Regions from separate parts of the Gossypium hirsutum genome. Here region 2 is linked to region 1. The links are chromatin contacts, called in public Hi-C maps. All regions are on one chromosome and are shown on one strand. The core of a region is the stretch at or near the end of the contact, and the rest is flanking DNA. Distances in the headings are between cores, read along the strand shown. Region 1 has its middle 53 kb from the start of LOC121215068. Region 2 holds the start of LOC107909655 (protein RICE SALT SENSITIVE 3).

Region 1 (4,716 bases), core at 2,134-4,633:
TTCGGTTGAATCATTGAATTATTTAAGCTGTATTTGATTATTGGGATTTATATCTATCCATGTGTTTTAAAGATATAAGTTATGAATATTGAGCTGAATTTTATGTGGATTTTATATACAAATAAGAGATACAACTTCTGTGAATTGAGATTCTTTTGTTAAAGCTCAGTATCAATTGGATTTATTGCCAGTGAAATTGTTCAGACTATACGTCTAGCAGGCTAAGTGCCGGTGAATTGAATTGGACTATACGTCCAGCAGGCTTAGTGCCGGTGAACTGAATCAGGCTACAAGCCTAGCAGGCTAAGTGCAAGTGAACTGAATCAGGCTATAGGCCTAGCAGGCTAAGTGCCGGTAAACGGAATTAGACTATAAGTCTATCAGGTGAAGTGCCAGTGAATCTGTTTAAATTAAGTGATTCTAAGCATTGGGTATAAATATATATATGATTTTAATTATATGAAATGGATAAATATATGAACATTGTTTCAAGATGTTTGATGAGTATATAATCGTTCGAATCTTTGTGATTTGTGAGTATGTATATATATCGGTTGTCATGAAATCGTTTGATATTTAAGTGTGTATATGTATGCATTCGGCATAGGTGGATATATATATGTATGCATTCGGCATAGGTGGGTATAAGTGAATATGTGCATTCGGCACTTATAGTTGATAAGTATAAAAATTTTGCTTTTGGTATATGTAATTGAACAATTATATATAAATGGATCCGAGGAAGTGCGAATAATAAGTACTCTAGAAATCAGTATATGCAGTTAATGATTATGTTAGTAACTTGATTATATGCATATAATGTATATACCTTTGTCCGTTTATGTATATTAGTTAAATATACATTCTTTTAGATTTAAACAAAATGACTTAATATAGCAATGTTTGGTTAGTAATTATATTTGATATTTGTGATTTCAATAAATTTACTTAAAGAATTATGTGATTCTTTTATATGTATTTTTAGATATGCTATAGACTTACTAAGCTATAAAAGCTTACTTTGATTAATTTTGTCCATTTGTTTTTATAGATTTTGGAGACGCGTTACGAGCTCGGGGATCATCAGCATAGTCTATCACACTATCGACTTCTTTTGGTATTTTGTTAAATATTTTAACTTGATCTTATGGCATGTATAGGTTTGAGTACGATGTTGGTTAGATTTTAATTGTATATTATAAATAGCTATGCGAAAATGATTTAATTTTCATGTTTGTGATCAGTTTGGTTTTAAAAAAAAATGGTTGTGTTTGTTCGGTAATACCTCGTAACCCTAATTCGGCGACGGATACGGGTTAGGGATGTTACAAGAAATTTGAGAATAAAAAAGCATATAAAAATCATAAATAAATAAGAAATAGAAATTAAAAAAGAATAAAGTGGAAGATGGACGAGTAAACTAATGGTTATGATGGATAGAAGGATAAATGCCCAGTTAAATCCTTTGAGATATAAATCCCAACAAACTCAATTAATAACTCTAATCAATCCCCCAAGAAATAATCCTTGACAAATTGAAGGGTGAAGAATGAATTTCCATGACTCATTGAAGAAAATCGAGAAGAAAACTACTTCTAAAAATCATAAGAAAGAAATCATGCACAAGAAACAAACCCCATCCATGCATGTATCATTCCCCCTTTCCTCGAAAAGATTCATCCTCAAATATTATATTTGATTGAATCTTTGTTTGATTTGCTTGGCCTTTGACATTGTTGTTGGGTCTTGATGTAATATGAGCCCAGCACATTCATGGGTCTGAAATTAGGCTTTGAGACTCGCATTACTACGATAGTTCTCAATGTATTGTGTAAAAAATAGCAAATATAATTACAACATATAATAAGATTGTTCGAAAAAAGAAATATCAAATGTGAAATTGGTAAAATGATGAAAACTATAATTTCTTTATTTCTCACCATAACTAAAAAAAAAAACTTTACTGATGTCATGCACGCTTGATTCGAATTTAAATTAATTTTTTAATAATTTTATTTAAATTTAATTATAAAATATATTAATATTAATATAAAATTATGTATTTATTATTTTGTAAACAATGATATGAACTTTTTGAATTGATTAACCTAAGTTTGAAATTTTTAAAAAGGTGAAGTTGTCACCTAATTTCTAGTAATGATTTGGATTCGTTGAAAGCTATTTTTGTTTTAGCTCAAAATTTTTCAATATTTAATAATAATAATATTGAATTTTAATTAAATGCAAAATCAAACTCAAATCTCTAATGGAAAATAAACTATCTTAATGCTGCTTTTTAATCTATAAAACTCAAAGTTGTATTTAAACGCTCCAACTCCTCTATAACTAATTAGTTGTTGACACAAAATCAACGTACTTGGAACCAAAACATATCTCCATCGATTTCCTGAAGACACGGTATCCCAATAAATGGAACGATTTGTACGCTATTAGGCACTAGCTAGACAATGACAAAGATATGGCTAATCATAAGTGGAGAAAATAGCTAAGGAGGGAGTGGAGTTGAGTGGAATAATTAGTGTCCAAAATCCTTACCCTGGGGATAGGGCAGTGGCCACTCATCAAAATAGTGAATAGAAATGAAAAAATGCTGATGAAGTTGGGAGGGTAACTAAGTTAAGACATCATGTGCAAGCATGTGAAATTGGTTCCCACCACTAGATCCAGCTCAAACCCAATCAGTCCCTCACCACCTCACTCACACTCATTTCATCACATTCATTGCCCCACCACCTAGCCCTTACCTGGTCAACTCACCCAAATGAACACCAATCTGCGGAGCCAATTGTCCATGATTCCCCCCCTTGTTCGCACCAAGTCAATAAATCACCCCTTTATCCGTTAATATGCCTAATACCTTGATTAAATTTGAATCAAATAATAATGAATTTTAAAAAAAATAATGGTGTTGGTGTATGGGTTTAATAAATGGAGGAGACACAGAAGAGGGAGGGGTGGTCTTAGTGGAGGCCGGTTCATTTAATTTGAACAAAGAGTCGAAGGTTGAAACAAGCAAGAAGGTTGAGATAGCAAAGGATTGTTTTGGAGGTAGTAACAGGGCTAGATTGAGGATTGATCCCTTCTTCATCATTTCAGGGTATATATAAGAGAGGTTCAGTATTAGGTGAGATTAATGTGGCGGGTCTGTTATTAGACCATCATTGAGAGACGTGTGAGAAGGATTTTTGTGATGAAACGCATATGGTCATTCCATATGATCCCTGAAGTAGAGTGGTTAGACCAACGTGAGATTTGGTGGCCTAAGGAATCACGTTTTGAACAAGAGAACAAGTGATTGTTTGCCTCACGGGAATGATCCATTCTGGTAAGGCAAAAAGTTGACTGGGGTCAAGCCTTCGGGACCATCAGTCCCTTGGTGATTGGCTAGTAACAAGTGAAGTGACATTCTCCAAATAGCTTACTATGCTATCACGTATCACAGTCCGAAAAAATATAACAAATGGAGTATAACTTAACCCAATTAAATTTCCCCGATCCCTACTTCTCTTTTTCTATGCATATATATGTAATTATTAAATCAAATTACAACTCCATTTAAAGCACAAGGATTACTCGAGTAAGCAGAAATAATGCAGAAACATGTATCAAGTAGTCATATGCACCCCTTATGATTTATTTTGTGTACAAAATCCTTAGTGATAGGGGGTTATGGTAACATGGGTCTCTTTCAGTGAACAACAAAATATTTTGGGGGATAATTTTACTTTTTCATTTCTTTCCAGCTTTAAGAAGCAAAAGGAATGAAGATGGGGGGAGGTTTATTTTCCATTTAGTGGCCTAGGGACCCCAAACATAGAATGTGTTTCAATTAAGATACATAATCTTGCACACCCAGACTCACTGTGTGTTGGCCAATAATATAGCACAAAAATTATTGGATAGTGATGTAACATTACTTTCCTCAATAAAATATCGGAGGTATGTTTAATTCTAGGGGGAAAAAGTACTCTTTACATCTTACAAGCTTCACCTTCCCTCCAAATAAGGTGCTAGTTATTATTTTATACGCTGCAAGATATTATGTGGTTTAAAGATCAAAATGTCTTAGTTTTGCATATAATAGTGGTTATATTGGAGAAAACAAATGATATATGTCTACTGTATTTCTATTTTACAAATTATAAACTCAGAAAATTAATTATGTTACATATAGACCCTTCATTTTTAAATTATTTACTAGATATATAAACCATGTGTTGTAGTGGGCATGATATCAAATTTATTAAAATGATATTTTATAATACTTTTAAATGATAAAAAAGTAAGAAAAATTAAAACTTTCCACAAAATTGAATTATTAGAATATGTCAATCAGTTAGCATTGATAATTTTTGACAAAACATTATTATATTTATGTGATACAAACACAATGCGGTAAAAATAATTAAACACAAAACAAATAAGATGATAGAAATACAAGAATGTGTAAAATTTACATAAAGAATTATTAAAATGTCAAGGTTTATATAAATATGCCTCAAATACATTTATGATAGACAATTGGCATAATGGCAAAAATTGCCCTCAACGTTTATTTTTTAGACAATTCGATCTTTAATTTTTTTTTGGAACAATTTTGTCTTCATTGTTCCATTTTCGAGTCAAATTACTTATTTATTAACGAAAAAAGTAACGGTGTTGGTATGATGTGACACCACATAAAATTTAATAAAA
Region 2 (4,387 bases), core at 1,069-3,568, 95 kb before region 1:
AATATCAAATTAATTAGACTCCCTCTATACCAACTTCATTTTCATTAAACATCAAGGCAAGAATTGTAGGAGAATAGGGATATTTGGCTGCTTTGAAGTATGCAATATTGGATTGTGTTTCATTGTCATATATATATAAACAATTTCAGTCATTATTTATTGCTTGTTTTGGTTGTTTCTTAGAATTGAAATATTTTTTTTTAATGCAAATTGGGACATTGGGAAGGATGGGGAGAGCAGAGATTCCATTTCCTCAATGGAAGAAAGGGATGGGGTACTTCAACACCTGTTATCTTGACCAAGACTCTTGTGCCACTCTTGTCTCCCATACTTATTAAGCTTATTCCCAAAATACTATTCCACAAACTATTCAACAATAAAAGAAAAAGGTGAAATATAATATCATATATACTAGTATAAAAGTAAGAGGGAGAAGAATCGCTATAAATAAATATGGCTTCTAGAGTAATCACCTCTTATTATATCAGTAAAATCCAAGCTAGTTTCACTTGGGCTTTTGCTGACATCAAGTCATCAGAGGCTGTCCCCAACACTGCTGTTTTCACCTTGCCAAAGGGACCGTACATTTACGACCTACACAACTTTAAACAACAACCATAACACCAACAGTTTTGCGTTCGGAGGAGTCTAATAGGATTCTGAATATATTAACTATATGAATATGAAGATAGGCATGCCTGTCGCTATCAAAGAAAAAAAAGGGGGTGAGAAATGCCGGTTGGTTGATGATAATTAATGTGGTGAATTGGAGGATGATTACAGGGGCTAATGATCTCATTTTGTCATAAACAGACGGTCAAATACAAGAGTATAATTGTCTGTCAAAACTTTCTTGGTGTCAGGAAGGTGAATTGAAAGCACTGAAAGCTCCTTTTAGTCATCATGTAGCTGCAGCCCAGAGAGAGAAAGAGAAAGATAGATCCCAAAGGACCCAAAACTAATGAAAATCTTACTAGTAGAAAGTACACTGGTTCTCTCATACATCTTTGCATCAATATCCGTGTATGTCAAAGTGTACAAAACTGTTTGTAAAGCAGCTCTCCCCCCTGATGATCAATTTACCATATTAATTGCTGCAACTTATTTGTTTTATTCTTAAACACCCCTGTATTAAACTTATATTATCAAACCCCTTTCCTTAGGACCTCTTCTTGACAGCCTCCCAGGTGATCCATCCATCCATCAAGATTTACAACAAAATGTCTCCATCTCTCAAGCTAGTCAAACAGACCACTTATTAAATCTGTCAAAAAAATGAATAGAATCATGTGATTTTTGTGCTCTAGCACTTCCAAGTGTGGGGTCCTTTATTTTTTTGATGCTCACAATCTGTACATACTTTCACGTTATAAGAATGTGGCAGGTAATGCCATACCTTTGACAATTTGAGAAGTCATGCAGGCGTAATGCATCAACCATGCGTATTCTTATCATATGTGGATTGAGATTGGCAGCAAAATTTGACTTTTCTATCATAAAATATCACAATCACAACCGAAAATCTCATCAATTATAACTCTCACACTTTCTTCCTTTTCATTCATGAATACAAGTTAAGATTCAAGAATACATATAATAAATACACAAGACATACATGAACATCTTTGATATTATATCAAACCTTCTTAATCTTGCATTCATATATGTAGTAGCGAAGGAATAAGTGTGATCATATTTGGCTGTTGATATGCCCCATATAGAGGGACACTTGGATGCACCAAAATGATGGCGATAAAGAATGGGGTGGGGGAAAAGAGTGAGAGAGAGAGAGAGAGAGAGAGAGAGAGGAAGTGAGAGAAGTAACCTAAATGAACATTTAAAAATTCTCTGCTAAAGAAGAAGAAATCAATGGATCGTAGTAGCTCGACACTGAGTGAATAAATAGAGATGGTGGAAATGTAAGTGTTGTTCCTGGGACTGAAATGAGTGGTTATACCTAGATGTGTCAGATAGGTAAGGAAAAAAAACATTGGGGTTGAATAGAAAGAGAGATATGTGTGTATGGGTCCTCAGAGAAATACTCAGAAATGGGGCAAAACTCATGATGTTAGCATAAGAAGAATAAGGTTTGGTCTGTGTTTGAGAGTGGTATTTTCCTTATTGGGATAAGGGTAGAAAGAGAAAATACAACCAGGACAGGAGAGCTGTTTTTAAAACGGAGGGTTGATTGATAAAGGAGAACCGTTGGGAACCGAGAAGGGCAAATCGTGGGGCCTCATAAAATCATTTTGGTAAAATTTAAAGCATGATTAAATGCAATACAGTAACAGAGAGAGAGAAAGAGAGAGAGAGGTATAAAAGTGACATTTCCATGTTGGTTTGCTTATATAAAGGAGGTTAAGATGCTGGCTTCTCCCTTCTTTTAAGGAAAGATATATCCGTAGAGAGGAGGGAAAAAAAATGAAAAGAATGAAAGAGAGGGTCTAAAAGAAAGTGTGAAGAAATTTGATGGAGGAACATCTCAGTCCATTAGCTGTTACTCATCTCCTTCAACACACACTAAGAAGCTTGTGCATTCATGAGAACTCTCAATGGGTTTATGCAGTCTTTTGGAGGATCTTACCTAGAAACTATCCACCTCCCAAGTAAGGAAGCTAAGCATAAAGCCAAATTACACAAACACACTAATACTGCTTTCCTTTTTCTTTCTCCTTAGGGGTACTGCAGTAGGTTTCCTTTTCTTCCAAGATAAAGGATCTAACATATCTGACTCATTCAATGGATAAACAACACACAGATGTCATAATCTCTCACTAATTTATGGTTTTCTCATGCCTTTTTGAGACAATTGTTTTTCCATTACTTTTATCATAGATGGGATGGCCAAGGAGCTTATGACAGGTCAAGAGGAAACAGGAGAAACTGGTATAGGTTTTCAGTTTCTTTTTTCTTTATGGAAAACAATATGCCATGCATATATTTTATAACTTACTTACAGTTGATAGTGAACAAATTGCAGGATATTAGTTTGGGAAGATGGTTTCTGCAACTTTGCTGCCTCAGCAGCTGAAATAAACTCCGGAGACTGTCATGGTTCCTCAGTCCATGGCAGCAGTGAGTTTCAACATTATCAAGGACTGCAACCAGAGCTTTTCTTTAAGATGTCACATGAAATCTACAACTATGGAGAAGGGTAAGAATTTGTATAAGCTATTAGGTAATTGGTAATATTAATTTCAAGTAAACTGACCTTTTATCTGTTAACGTGGGCAGTTTGATAGGAAAAGTGGCTGCAGATCACAGTCACAAGTGGATATACAAAGAACCCAATGAGCAGGAAATCAACTTCTTGTCAGCATGGCATAACTCTGCAGACTCAGTAAGCATACATGTTTGCCCGTCCAATCCATGCTTACAGTTACACCCTTTGGTGATTACAGGTTCCTCTCGTTTCTCACAAAATCTTCTTTGTTTTCTCTAGCATCCTAGGACATGGGAAGCACAGTTTCAGGCTGGAATAAAGGTATACCACAATATCAACATCACAAAACTCTCAAGAATTAAGGTAGATCTAATTACCTGCTTTGAATTGAACATCTTTTCAGACCATCGCCTTGATTGCAGTTAGAGAAGGTGTTGTGCAACTAGGAGCTGTTCACAAGGTTCTCTCTCTCTCTCTCTCTCTCTAAAGTTCATACAGCACACAATTTGGTTTGCTATCGTGATGCACCTGACAGTACCATATATATCTCCATTTTCTTTCTCATTTATGTTACTCAAAGGTAATTGAAGACCTGAGTTATGTAGTTCTACTGAGAAAGAAATTCAGCTACATAGAAAGCCTTCCTGGAGTACTCTTGCCCCACCCATCATCTTCTGCTTACCCTTTCAAAGTAGATGCCTATGGCACACCAGAAGCATGGGCGCATTTCCCAGCAGGGACAACAATTGCACCACCGCCACCACCTGAATTCTACGACCACTTCAATCAGCCCATGAAAATAACACCTTCCATGAGCAGCCTTGAAGCCCTTCTTTCCAAGCTTCCATCAGTTGTACCACCGCAAGCTTCTTCCGGCTACTGCGAGTCTCATCCACAGTCGCAGTTCCAATCATCGCAAAGGCCAGTGGAATACATTGGGATGGAGAAAGTGGCAAAAGAAGAAATTGATGAAGAGTATAAGCCTGAACAAGATATGGGTGAAAGCAGCACCTCCTTTTCTGCATATCGTCGCCAACAACAGTATCATCAACACCTCTCAATGTAACCAAACGGCAGGCCCAACAATGGATTTTGATATATAGCGAGTGATATTTGGAGTATATATATCATATAGCCCAGTTCTTATATGTAGATTGTGCATGGATCGGTGCATTAATTTCTATAATGTTTCAGTTAGGCCATTGGGGTGTTAATTTCTACTAA

Evidence for each region. Hi-C and Micro-C count contacts between places; a contact is called where the count stands out from the background.
Region 2: a contact with region 1 is called in a Hi-C map of leaf, with 2.3 times the contacts expected there. The contact joins the promoter of LOC107909655 here to the enhancer-like site in region 1. A contact is called at or near these places in 4 of 34 Hi-C or Micro-C datasets (callus and leaf).

The regions. Positions count from the first base shown.
Region 1 is chrD02:61,733,593-61,738,308 of Gossypium_hirsutum_v2.1, reverse strand. No RefSeq gene overlaps it. Among protein-coding and RNA genes, the nearest start is that of LOC121215068, 53 kb to the left of the region's middle. Within about 2 kb of position 3,383, at least 4 of the 9 cell types and tissues checked have an H3K27ac peak or open chromatin away from gene starts, as enhancers often do. A contact at or near this core is called in leaf, where this site is marked.
Region 2 is chrD02:61,827,611-61,831,997 of Gossypium_hirsutum_v2.1, reverse strand. LOC107909655 (protein RICE SALT SENSITIVE 3) reads left to right here and starts at 2,318. Exons shown (of 7, transcript XM_016837271.2): 1 at 2,318-2,606; 2 at 2,836-2,886; 3 at 2,981-3,154; 4 at 3,235-3,340; 5 at 3,443-3,484; 6 at 3,567-3,623; 7 at 3,744-4,387. The coding sequence starts at 2,470. The coding sequence ends at 4,229.